Regions from separate parts of the Anas platyrhynchos genome. Here region 2 is linked to region 1. A link is a contact called in public Hi-C data. All regions are on one chromosome and are shown on one strand. The core of a region is the stretch at or near the end of the contact, and the rest is flanking DNA. Distances in the headings are between cores, read along the strand shown. Region 1 has its middle 12 kb from the start of RACGAP1. Region 2 holds the start of HNRNPA1 (heterogeneous nuclear ribonucleoprotein A1).

What was found. A called contact is a pair of places that touch in the nucleus more often than the background predicts.
Region 2: a contact with region 1 is called in a Hi-C map of subcutaneous adipose tissue, with 2.0 times the contacts expected there. The contact joins the promoter of HNRNPA1 here to the enhancer-like site in region 1. A contact is called at or near these places in 2 of 8 Hi-C or Micro-C datasets (skeletal muscle and subcutaneous adipose tissue).

What each region holds. Positions count from the first base shown.
Region 1 is chr34:1,447,251-1,453,795 of IASCAAS_PekinDuck_T2T, reverse strand. No RefSeq gene overlaps it. Among named protein-coding and RNA genes, the nearest start is that of RACGAP1, 12 kb to the right of the region's middle. Within about 2 kb of position 4,960, at least 1 of the 8 cell types and tissues checked has an H3K27ac peak or open chromatin away from gene starts, as enhancers often do. A contact at or near this core is called in subcutaneous adipose tissue, where this site is marked.
Region 2 is chr34:1,737,881-1,744,385 of IASCAAS_PekinDuck_T2T, reverse strand. It overlaps HNRNPA1 (heterogeneous nuclear ribonucleoprotein A1), which reads left to right and starts at 5,102. Exons shown (of 10, transcript XM_072031960.1): 1 at 5,102-5,262. The coding sequence starts at 5,248. It overlaps CBX5 (chromobox 5), which reads right to left and starts at 4,818. Exons shown (of 5, transcript XM_072031971.1): 1 at 4,663-4,818; 2 at 1-109. The coding sequence starts at 68.

The sequences.
Region 1 (6,545 bases), core at 3,711-6,210:
ACATCATTGTAGAAGTAAATTATCTGAGCTTGGGATGGTTTGCTCTTGCCAAATTAGTGTTGCCTGTTACTCATTTGCTTTGGTCTTCTTTTTTAGGTGCTGACAAACAATGTGTTTAACTGCTTGTTCTGCTGTTTTCCCAGAGCCCAACACCACATAATTCTCTCCTGATCTTCAGTCTCCATCTTAAGACAAACCTTCTGCATTTCTCCTGTGCATTTTCCATCCTCCCCAGGTTAGCGAAGACTTTTCTCAGCTTCCAACTCTTGTCTATATTTAATCTTGTCCAGACAACCCAGAAATACATAATGTGTGCTTTCTAGCTTGTCCTTTCCTTACGCTATTGTGATTTCTTCCTTCTTTATCATCCACAGCAACCTTGTTGCTTAACTGATCGATTGCCCTTTGAAGTCAGGCTGAAATATTTTCACCTTCTTAATATTATCCGCTATTGGCTTCTTAAGTCTTAGATCTGCTTTTTCCTGGGTGTCCCTCTCAAAATACGGCAATTTCTCTGTTGTTTCACTGCAGCATGCAAGGAACTGCAGAATCAGCTGGGGCTCACCTCAAAGACACCCAGAATTGGCTATCCTAAAGAGACACAGCATGACCTGGACAGGTTGCAGGCATCCAGAGGCCCTTTTCCATGGGATTCCTACAAGCTCAGCCACATCTGAGAACACTTCCAAGCACTGAAAAGCACCTGAGTGTTTCCCTGGGCAGGGATCACCTTGCCTACATTTACCCGCAGCTGCTGCCTAGTCCCAGTACACCATGTTCTGGCTGCTTCTAAATTCTGCAGGAAAGAGATTCTTCCTTCAATATCTATATTATTTTAATTAACACATTGTTTAAATCATCCACTCGCCATTATTCTTTCTTTCTACACATTACGTTCAGTTGTCATCGCTACAGCTTCTCTTCTTTTCCCACTGCTCTCTGAGAATTGGGCTCAAACCTCCAGGAATTACTGCTGCAATCTTATCAAAATCTCAACGCCGCAATTCCTCATTTCTTTTAGGCCATGACGGGAGGACCACACACCTCAGGACCAGCAGCTGGCTGCTGGATTCGGAGGAGCTGATTTTCTCTCACATCCCGGCTTCCTTAACAACCCACGGATCCTCTTGCACGTTTTTCCCCTGGTCTGGAGCAGGGATTCAGCCCCAGCCCTGTGCCAAAAGAAGCCACAGAAGCTCTCAGAGCAGTGGCTGCCGGTCCTGCTCGCCCAGGCAGCTCTGCTGGCCCCCTCTGAACCCAAAACATGGCCTGAACCCCCAAAATAAGGGGAGAGCACCTCGCAGCCACAAGAGCAGAGGGAGCCACAGTCTGATGAGCAAGCTGCAGACTTGGAAAAATAGTTGGTTTGGAAGAAAAAAAGGCTGGAACATTGAGTCCCCTGCCCCAGGCGGTCACTGCTGTGGGAAGCTAGGACCAGATCGACATGGAGATTTCTGCAATGCCTTCGCTGCTGGGAAGGGTAGGACTTGGCCGTGTTTCTGAGCTATTGCAGCCAGCCAGCTGCCTTCCCCACACATCCTTCTTCTCTCTCCTCATCCAACATCTGTAAAGAAGGACCAGGGCACCCTCTCCTCGCCCCTGTTGCGCTCCCAGCTGAAGCATCCTCAGTCCCATTGAATGATCCGAGTGGCTCCTGCTGTTTCCCACCCCAGAAAACTTCTGCTCCCCAAAGCTCACCTCCTAACTGGCATTCAATCCCTCTGCAGCAAGCAACCCTGCTCACAGGAAAAGGGGCTGAGCTGCAAAATCCGCTTTTAACTTCTACTGCCCATGCCCCCAGGCAGCTCTGTGTTACCTGGGCACGAGAGGTGGCCTGAAGGCTACAGCCCTGCAGCCAAAAAAAATTGTTAACAGCTCTCTGGACCCCAGCTATCCCACACGCTTTAGCAGGACAGGGTTTTTGCTGCTTTTTGTTGCCAAACTGCACGCCCTCGATCAGCCCCTGGTGCTCCAGCATTTCCCAGCCTCGCTGCACAGCGAACGCTCGGGGCTTATCGCAGCATCAGAGCAGTTGGGAGACAGTTGAGTGTCTCTCTCGGTGCTGATAGAAGGGAAGGCTTTGCTCTTGGAGATAAGAAGCCCTCCCTGAGGAGCCAGGGGAGTTCGTTGGTATCGGAGCGTCTTCCAGCGCTTCACAGATGTACCCTTGGAGCGCACGAGATGGCGAGGCGGTCACGTAGCCAGCAGCCAGGGAGGGCTGCGTTTTTGAGGTCAGTTAACCGAATCCCTCGCTATCGTTTATTTTCCCTTCCCTCAAATTATTTTTCCTCTTGTTGATGCAGCTTTTGCGGTGACCTCGTTGGCTCACCGAGACGTAAACAGACGCTGGCGTCCTCGTATTTTTGGAGATAGATTAATTGAGGAAAGATGGTAGGAAGGTATTTCAGCCCAAGATTTTGAAACACTTAACGGCTCCACTCTGCTGCTCTCTGTGCTTGAGAAACAAACCTGCAGCGAGGGCTGGTAGCAAATATTGTCCAAGCTGGTTGGAACAGGTGTGCCTGGAGAGAAACTCACTGCCACCTCCAGACAGAGCTCCCCGCAGCACCCCAGGGCAGCAAATCCAGCCTCTGCTGGTTACATGTCAGCTGCTGCTCGTGTACCAGTAAAGCAGAAGGTCTAGGAAGTCCTCTCTGGAGGAATTCAGCTGATCTAGATTCCCCCACGTCAGGTAGTTTGGGTGAGCAGAGGAATCAGGGCATGCACAGAGGTAAAGAGGGATGAATGCCTTCCACAAGCAGCTCCATCAAAGGCTGAGAGCCCTACTTTTCTCTTTTAAACTACCCATAGAAACCTTCCCATTTCCAAATAGATGTCCTTTTCTCCAAATAAATGAGGGGAAAAAATGGAATATTGTTAAAAACTAATCCTGCTGTGAGGTAGAGACCTAAACCCAGTGCAGACACCCCTGCCCTGCAGCGCCTGCCCGAGCTCTCCGATGGAAACCCTGTGCCCTCTGCTGGTGCAAATCACTGCAGCAACGCCTGCGTTAGGCACAACTATTTCCTAGTAGGTAGCTGGAGAAAATAAACATTGCTCAAGTATTTAAGCCCTTACCTAGTGGAAAGCTTGCCTGGGTGGGTCTAATAAAATATATTGCGTCTCTCCATAAGCCTTGCCTCGTTTACTTCCTTGTGCTCTCACGGTTATGCCCATACTGCCAGAAACTGGGGCTCAGAGCATGGACCCAAGAGCAACCAAAGGCTGTGCAGAATCCTCTGTGCCTCTTCTAGCTTCTGAGCAGGCTTTTGCCAGCATAGCTCTTGTCCGATGGGGTCGTGCAATAACCAGGAAAAGTGTATGAACCAAATACCTCTGCACAGGTGCGGTGACACCTGTGAAACTCTGCTTTTGCCAGCTCCTTTCCCTGGAGAAGCGTGACCATCCACCTGCAGAGCCACAACGTGCTACAGCCAGGAGCAGCAGAGGCAATAGGATCTGAAAAAGCACAGCAGAAACCAACGCTGCCCTTTTGTTCCGTGCCTTCTTACTCATAGAAACTTCACCTGTGCTTCGGTGCCAACAGGGAGATTAAATGCAATTAATAAGAGAAAGGTTTTAAATATCCAGCCAGGGCTCAAGCTTTGTCAGGGAAATCCTGCTGCCGCACCTCGATGTATTTTTAGTTTTGGCCTTAGTTACTCAGCTTCAGCTCCTTGAAACTCCCTAACCCCTGAGGCACCGTGTTCAGGGGAGCAGCACTTCCAGGCTCTGCGTTTCCTCATCACGGTGCTGAGCAGTTTGGGGGCTCAGAGCCCCTTTGTTGTTTCTAAAAAATCAGGCAACAAATCTGGATTTTTCTTCTTTTTTACTCAATAAAGGACCAGGAGCCTGCTGGCCTGTCTTTTTTTTAGCCACTTCATTTGGTCTTATAAAGATTATTTCCTCCTACAAACAGCTTCTGCCCTGGCTCTACTCACAGATTACTGCAGTTACAATAACTATCAAAAAGGAAGATGAAAACCAGGGTTCAGAAGCACAAGTTTGCCACGGGCAGCAGCAAACTGCTGTGTGCAAAGGGAAAAAGAGGCAGAAGAAACAAATCCACCCCCAAGGCACAGAGGGGGGTACGGTCAGGGCCTGTCCACAGCCAACTGCTTCAACCCCTCCCTTCCCCGAGCAGGCAGCGGGGGGACTTTAGGACTTGAAGGGTGTGTTTGCAAACTCGGGAAACGTCTGGGCCAATAAACCAGGATTTCCTTTCAATCAGCTCGGAGCATTTGATCAGCATTATTCGATGGAACAGAACTGCTTCAGGGCCAAGGGCTGTGTTCAGGCGATCTCCAAAGCTGCTTGGGTTTTTCATCTCTGCATCTTGTTGCAGCTCTTTTGCTTTTTCCTTCCCACTGTTTATCTCTCGCAGCACCAAGCCTTGCCTGTACTTCCTGTTTGGCTGTGCAGCTAGTAGTTTTCTCATTTGCTGTTATTTTTGACTTCCATCCAAGCTTTGTATGATATTAATAGCCATTTCACAGAACCATAATCATCCTCAAAACAGTCCTAATATTAGCAGGAGAAAGAGCCAAGAACTGTTGCCCAGGACAGAGGAACTCGTGCTCTGAATTTCTGCTCCCTGCTGCCAGCACTGCCCACAGCCCCTGGAACCCAAAACCCTGTCCATCATCCAACTTGCCCAGTCCCAAGAGGGCAGAGGCAGAATTTGGGATATGTGAACACCGGTGGCCACACTAGTGATGGCACGCAAGAGGTAAAGGATGAGCTGCAGCTTCAGCTTGTTCCATCTGCAGAAATAACTGGTGTAATGACGTGGCCCTGGCCACAACAGGTGATAGAGAAGGGGCTTGGTGCAAGCCAGGGTGCATAAAAAAAAATATTTTTGTGAGGATTCAAGAATTAGAACTTACCAATAGTCTAACTGCTGGCTCAGCCTCACCAGGATTGCTTACCACCAGGCCAGTTACAGCAGTGAAAACTATTAATAGCCAAATTGCTCCATTTCTATTAAGGGCTGCCAGTAACTGGAGAAAAAAAAAGAAAGAGTTGCCCCTTTCCTTTGATGAGAAATTCTCCCATCTTCCTTTGCATTGCTAGTGACTCACCAGCATCCTGAGCTCTTCTCAGAGGCAAGTATGATGTTGATGGGTTTTTGTCTCCTCTTTACTGGGAAGAATATGATTGTTTCTTCCTCCTCATTTTAGGGTCTACTTGAGGCTATTTTTATATATTTTTCTTACACTTTTTACACTTAATTCTTTCCACACACAGCTACAATTCCCCGTTACATCCACACTTATGATATCACTTCTTTTTTTCCTGTTACCATTAGGTTTGTCACCTACCCAAGCTGTGTTACTTAATGATCTGTTACTGATGAGTTGCTAATAGCCCTGGGGCCATCCTGTCCTCAGTGCCCACAGACCACACCTGCTAGACCTACCTGTTCCTTAAAGAAAAAAATCAGATTTACCACAGGCACCGCCATCATACCCCACAGTTACATAAAACTACACAGATTCAATTGCTAAAACCCATTAGGTAACAGCCAGGCAGTCGTTTAGCTTGTTTACCTGGAACAGCAAACTACAGCAAAGTTTTGGGCAGGTCAGGGCAGCTTTAGACAAAACCAGCCTGGCGAGCCCCAGTGCCAAGGTCTTCACACTCCGTGGCCTTTTTCTGATGACACCACCATAAATACTGGATTGCAGGACTGCAGAACACACCCCTCTTCCATCACCTCAGTCCTGTTGTTTCCTCAAAGCTGTGATATTAACAGCGATCTTCTCAGGCAGGAAGACTCCAGGGTGAGTTCAGATCCTGCTGCTGTGACCACTTGCTCTCCTTGCCCCTTTGTTTACTCAGGCTCTGGTCCCATTTTGTGAAGGGAAGGCAATAGCTTCATGGCAGGTAGAGCAGGATGCTTTCTTTTCTGATTTAAGCTGCTTTCTTTCAGTTTTGTTTCCCCTATCCTGCCCAGAAGGGAAATACTTTCTCCACTGAAGGATCAGTCAGTAAACCTCAGACTCTGCACTGCCCACCAAAAGAGGCAGAGCCTGAGGCACTGCTCCCTGCCAGTGACAGTCCCAGAACCATTTCGGTTGGAAAAGACCTCAAAGATGAAGTCCAACCATTAACCTAGCACTGCCAAGCCTACCACTAAACCACCTCCCTACGCACCACATCTGCATGTCTTTTAAATACAAATACCTCCAGGAATGGTGACTCAACCAAGTGGCAGCCTGCTCTGATGCTTCACAACCCTTTCAAGGGAAGTTTTCCTTAATATCCAACCTAAAATTCCCCCGGCACAGCTTGAGGCCATTTCCTTTTGTCCTATTGCTCCTTCACTTGATGTTACGCCCACAGCAAAGTGTGTTAAGTGCACAGCAGCCATCCTTGCAGTGGATCCTGCTGGGATCAGGAGCAGTAGTGGCGGCTCCCAGCTGCCCCACCTCCTGCAGGGTGCAAACAAGGCTGGAGAAGCCTTCACCCTGCAGACCCCACACCAAAGGGAGGCAACGCAGGCCCCCTGTGTTCACCCAAAGCTATTTTGCTTCCTGTAACAA
Region 2 (6,505 bases), core at 3,853-6,352, 290 kb before region 1:
TCCACCACATACTCCTCCTCGTCTTCAGAGGACGAACTGTCTGCTGTCCTCTTGCTTTTCTTGCCCATAGCGCAGCACCCGGCGCCCACGCACCGCCGCCACCCAAATCCTGCGGGGTGCAAGGGAAAGGAGTTAGGGGGGAAATCCTAAAAACGGCCCCAAAGCCATCCCGAAATCCGTGAGGGCGGAGGTGAGGCCCCAAAGTCTGGGAGGAGAGAACCGAGGCTGAAGGAGCTGAGGTTTGCGCTTTGTGGATGCGGAAGGAGAGCCCCAGGTGCTGGGTTTTGGGGTTAAAAACCTTTCAAGGGGGCAAAGGGACCCCAAAATTCAGAAAGGGTTTGTGAAAAGGTCTCAAAAATAAACTTTGGAAGGGGCACAAGTTAGGGGGAACCCCAAAATCTGGAGGGAAGGAGGTGAGACCGAAGGAGCCGAGGTTTGCACTTTGTGGCTGTGAAAGGAGAGCCCCAGGTGCTGGGTTTTGGGGGTTAAAAGGTCTTCAAGGGGAGAGGGAACCCCAAAATTTAAAGAGGATTTGTGAAAAGGTCTCAGAAATAAACTTTGGAAGGGGCATGGATTAATGGGGACCCCAAAAATGACCCCAAAATTTGGAGGGAGGGAGGCGATGCTGAAGGAGTTGAGGTTTGCGCTTTGTGGATGCGGAAGGAAAGCCCCAGGTGCTGGGTTTTGGGGTTAAAAACCCTTCAAGGGGGTAAAGGGACCCTAAAATTCAGGGGATTTGTGAAACGGTCTCAGAAAAAAGCCCCCTTCCCACCAACCTGGCGATAAAAACCCAAAACCAGAGCAGAATTTCACCTTTTAGGGGAGTTTTAAAGACAAACGAAAAAGGGACGGGGAGAAAAGGGGGTGGGGGGAACCACGGGGCCCCCTCCCGAACACCAGGACTGCCAACACTGGGCGTTTTGGGGCAAAATCCCTGCGGAACGGCCAAAACCCTACAAAACTCAAACCCCGCCGCGGGCCAGGTGCCTGCTTGGGGCAAAAAACGGGGTTTTATGGCAAAGCCGCGTGCCGGCATCCCACGCCGGGCACGGGGCCAAGAGGGATTTTTTTAACCTTGTTTTTTTTTTTTTTTCAGCTTCTTTTTTTTTTAAAAAAAAAAAGAAAACAGCCCCAAAAATAACAAAAAAACCCTCGGAGCCAGGAAATTCCGAGCCAGGAATGGGGTGGCCGAGGAATTTCCTGCCCCGTGCCGAAAAGCGACCCCGGCGCCGCCCCCCCGCCACGGGGCGAGCTGGCGGCGGCGGTTTTGGGTGTAAACGGGACGGTTTTGGGTGTAAATGAGATGATTTGGGGTGTAAACGGGACGGTTTTGGGCGTAAACGGGACGGTTTTGGGTGCTCTGTCCCTCGCAGGGGCGGCAGTTCCCGGGAAAGCCGCGTGTCGGAGTCCTCTCCTGGAGGAACAAAAGAAAAGAGCCGCTTTGGTTCAAAAAGAGGTGGTTTGAGGCAAAAAGGGCCGCTTTGAGGCAAAAAAGGGTGGTTTGAGGCAAAAAGAGAGGCGCTGGCTTCTCCATCTTTCCCATTCCGGGGCAGAAAAGGGATTTTATTCGTTTCGATTTCCCCGCTCTGGGGGCCGAGGGACGTGGTGCCTGGCCGCAGCCCCCTCCCCAAAAGGCAGTTTTTAACCCCAAAACGTCCACGAGGCAGAACGGGAGCCGGGTTCCTTTTTAGGACCGAGGAGTTTTGCTTAAAAGCCCCAAGAATCCTTGGGAAACCCAAAAAAAAAAATCGGATGGAGAAAGGTGGCGGGGGGGGGCCCCGAGCTGGCGCCACGGCGCTGGCCCCCGCGGCCGCCCCGCTGTGATTTATGGGGCCGAGGAGGCGGCTTTGGGGCCATGGGAACGGGGGAAAAAACCCAAAGGAGGCGGCAGCGGGCGGACGGCCACGGCCACGGCCCCTTCTCGGGGGGATCACCCCAAAATCGGGGCAGGCAGAGCTGTGGAAATTGCCTTTTTTTGCCCTTTTTTTGGGGCTGCCGCGTGGCCGGTGCCCCAGGCTGGGGTCACGGCTCGGTGCAGCTGGAAAACAAACGGGACTGGCACTGAATAACCCCAAAAGAGTCCCGAATAACCCCAAAAGAGTCCTGAACAGGGCTAAATAACCCCAAAAGAGTCCGGAATAACCCCAAATCGGTCCCAAACAAGGCTAAGTAGCCCCAAAACAGCCCCGAACGTGGGTAAGTAACCCCAAAACGGTCCCGAATAACCCCAAAATAGCCCTGAGCGTAGCCAAATAATCCCAAAACGGTCCTGAACAACCCCAAAACAATCCTAAATGTAGCTAAACAGCCCCAAAATAGCGCAGAATAGCCCCAAAACAGTCCAGAATAGCCCCAAAACAGCCCCGAAAATGGCTAAGTAACCCCAAAATGGTCCCAAACATGGCTAAGTAACCCCAAAACGGGCCTGAATAACCCCAAAATATCCCTGAACGTGGCCAAATAACCCCAAAGTGGTCCCGAGTGTGGCTAAATAACCCCCAAACGGTCCTGAACAACCCCAAAAGAGCCCCGAACATGGCTAAGTAACCCCAAAACAGCCCCAAAGGTGGCTAAGTAACCCCAAACAGCCCTGAATAACCCCAAAATAGCCTTGATAGTGGTTAAATAACCCCAAAACAGCCCCAAACTCTCCTCGTCCCGGCTCCCCGGCTCGGCACCCGCCCCGTTCCGACCCCGGGCGCCCCTCTCTTTGGGATTTAGGAGCTGTAAAAGAATCAGAAAACCCTAATGGGCGATGACAGGGGCAGCAAACCACAGCGAACCTGTGAGTTATCGCCCCATAGCGCCATAAAAACCCCGCTCGGGGCTCCCCCCAGCCCTATAGGGCCGAATGCCTGCAATGGGGTCGTGCTGGCTCCTTCACCCCAAAAAATCTCCCCCATTGGGGTAAGGGGAGAGGTGGTGCCAGGGGGGATGAAGCCCCCCCTGCGCTGTGTCCACCCGTCATGCTGTGGGGTTTTTGGGGTGGGGGGATAAGGGGGGGATGGAAGTGGGATTGGAGAGACCCTAAAGGGGTGCAGGGCCTCAAAGGGAACCCTAAAAGGCTGCATTGGGGTTTATGGAGACCCCAATGGGGTGTAAAGCCCTAAAGCGAACCCCACAGCCCCCACCGGGCTCAGAGGGACCCCAAAGGGGTGCAAAGCCCCCAGGGGAACCCCACAGCCCCCGCTGGGCTTGGAGAGACCCCAAAGGCGTAAACCTTCCCCCCCACCCCAAGGAAACCCCACAGCCCCCAATGGGTTTGGAGAGACCCCAAAGAGGGGGAGAGGCTCCAGGGAACCCCACAGCCCCCACCGGGCTCAGAGAGACCCCATTGGGGTGCAAAACCCCAGAGCAAACCCTACAACCTCCTGTGGGCTCAGGGAGACCCTGGGGGGGGGGAAAGCCCCCAGGGGAACCCCACAGCTCCTGCTGGTCTTGGAGAGACCCCAAAGGTGTAAAACCTCCCCCCCCACCCCAAGGAAACCCCACAGACCCCAATGGGTTTGGAGAGACCCTAAAGGGGGGGGGGGCAAAGCCCTATAGCGGACCCCACAGCCCCCCCAGGCTCACAGAGACCCCATTGGGGCGCAAAACCCCCAAAGGGAACCCCACAGCCCCCACTGGGCTCAAAAAGACCCCAAAAAGGTAAAAACCCTCCAGGAAACCCCCCAGCCCCAAAAAGTCTTGAAGAGACCCCAAAAGGGTGAATTCCCCCCCCCCCCCCCAGGGACCCCCCCAGCCTCCATTGGGCTCACAGAGCCCCCATTTGGCTTCAAAGCCCCAGAGCAACCCCCACAGCCTCCTGTGGGCTCACGGAGACCCCAAAAGGCCCCAAACCCTACAGCGACCCCACAGCCCCCCCCAGGCCTTGGGGAGACCCCAAACCGGGGGCAAGGCCCCAGGGACCCCCCCCAACGGCCTCCAGGCGGCTCGGGGGGACCCCAAAGGGGCACAAAGCCCCCGAGCAACCCCCCCCCCGGCCCCTAAATGACTCACGGAGACCCCAAAAGGGGCTGAAATTACCCCAAAAATCCCCAAAATCCCGGTGGGGGGGGCGTGGGGGGGGCGTGGGGGGGGGGGCCCTGAGGGGGCCGCGGAGGCCCCGCTGTGAGGGGAGCCCCGGGGGCGGGCCCAGCGCCCCGCCGCCCCCTCCCATTGGCCGCCGCCGCCGCCACTCCGCTCCGCGCCCCGCCCTCATTCGCTGCCCCTCACGCCCCTCAGCGCTGCGAGCCCCGCCCCTCCTTCCACCCCATTGGCCCAACGCGCTGTCACTCGCCTCCCCGCCCCGCCCTCCCCGCCACCCCATTGGCTGATCCCCCAAAGCTCCTCGCTCCCGCCCCTCCTCGACCGCCATTGGCCCGCGCGGCTGCCAATCCAAGCGGCGGGTCCCGCCCCCGCGGCCTGCCCCCCATTCATCCGCCTCCCGCCGCCGCCACCTGCCCGGGGAGCGGCTCCGGCTCGGGCCCCTCCGCCTCGCTCCCGCCGCCCCTCAGCGCCGCCGCCGCCGCTCCGCGCTCCGCCCGCCAAAAGCGCCCGCAGCGCGCAGGCGCCGCCGGCCGCGCTCCGCGCATGCGCGCTCCCCTCCCTCCCCCCCTCCTCTTTCTCCCGCTCCCCCCTCCTTTCCTGTAAAGCCCCGCGCATGCGCAGTGCCCGCCGCACCTTGGGCGCTGCCGGGCGGGCGGCCCCTGCTCGCCGCCGCCGCTCCCAGCAGAGCTCGTCCGGCTCCTCCGAGCTGCGCCGGGCCCGCCGCGGGGCAGCGCTGAGTGACGGCGGCGGCAGCCAATGGGGAGCGCGTCCCCCGCGGGATAGCCAATCAGAGGGAGGCGAGGGGCGGGACGCGCGAGGAGGGAGCCAATCAGAGCACAGCGAGGCAGTCGCCGGGCCGAAGCGGGAAAAGCGGCGCGAGGCGGGGCCGCGGGGGGCTCGCCCAATCGGCGCGCGGCGGGGGCGGGCTCTGGCTCGGCTCACCCAATCGGCTGCGGCGGCGCGGGAGGGGCGGTTGATCCTGACCAATGAGAGCGCGGCTCTCTTCCCCGCCGCCCAATGGGGTGCGGCGCGGGGGCGCGGGGCGGGCGGCGCCGCCCAATGGGAGCGGCCGGGGGGCGGGCTCTCGGCGGGGGCGGCGGAGTGAGGCGGCGGCGCTCGCGTCGCTCGGCCCCTTTCTGTGTCGGCGCCTCGCAGAGGGAGCATCGCGCGCCGAGCCGCCCGCCGCCGCCCAGCCCCTCCCCGCGCCGCGCCGCCGCCATGGCTAAATCCGAGGTGAGGCCTCCCCGGCCCCGCCGCTTCCCCAAACCCCGGCCCGGGCTCGGAGCGCGGCCTCCCCGCCCCCCGCCGCCCCCCCTCCGGGCCTAGCGCGCGGGGCCCGGCGCGCGCACTGCGCCTGCGCGGCCCGCCCGCCCGCCGCGCGCTGCGCATGCGCCGCCGCGACCCCCCGCCGCTAGGGCGCATGCGTGAGGGGAGGGGGGCGCGCGCTGCCCCCCCCACACTCCCTCCCCCCTCCCCTCCCTGGGCGCGCGCGCGCGCCGGGGCCACGTGCGCGCCTTTGTGCTCGGGTGGGCGATGGCGGCCGCGCGGCGTCTGCGCATGCGCGGCGCGCAGGGTGAGGGGGGGGCTCCTGGGGTTGGGGTGGGGGGAGGGGACAATGGGGGGGGGGGGCGTCCTGGTGGAAGGGGGGGGAGGGGGAAGGGAAGGGTTGTAGGGGGGGTGGGGGGGGTCATAGGGGGGTTATGGGGGGGGGTTGGGGGCTTTATGGGGGGGTTGGGGGGTGGGAAGGGTCTTTGGGGGGGCTTGGGGGGGGAAAAAGTGGGGCTGGGGGCGCTGTAAAGGCTCTGTAGGGCCCCCCCCAGGGTTATTTGGGGGTTCTGGGGTGTGAAGTGGTGTTAAAGCCTCTGCGCCCCCCCCCCTTAAAGATTAATTTGAGGGTTTTAGGGCAAAAATTGGGGCTGGGGGATTCGTAAAGCTTTTCCAGCTCCCCCCCCCAGGGGTTATTTGGGGGTTCTGGGGTGTAAAATGGGGTTGGGGTCTTGCTAAAGGCTGCGCAGCCCCCCCCTCCCTGGGATTTATTCAGGAGTTTGGAGTTATAAATGTGGGGCTGGGGGCTCTATAAAGCTCTTGTAGCCCCCCCCTCTTGGGGTTATTTGGGGGTTCTGGGGTGTAAAATTGGGTTGGGGTCTTGCTAAGGGCTGAGCACCCTCCCCATTTAGGGATTTGTTTGGGATTTGTGGGGAGTTGGTAAAGGAAAGGGGGTGGAGTTGGGGTGTTTGGGGGTGGGGGCAGTCCGGGGGGGTGGGGGGTGAGGAAGGGGGTTGGGTCCAAAAGGACCCCCCCAAGGGGCTGTAGGGGGGCAGGGAGGGGCTGTAGGGAGACAGGAGCCCAGAGAGGGGCTGTGGGGGGGCTGTTTGGGGTCCCTTGGGGGGGGGCACAGCCTTGAGGTGGGGAGGGGACAATGGGGTCTCCATGGGGTTAGAGGGGGGCCTATTGGGGCACCTGAAGAGCCCCATGG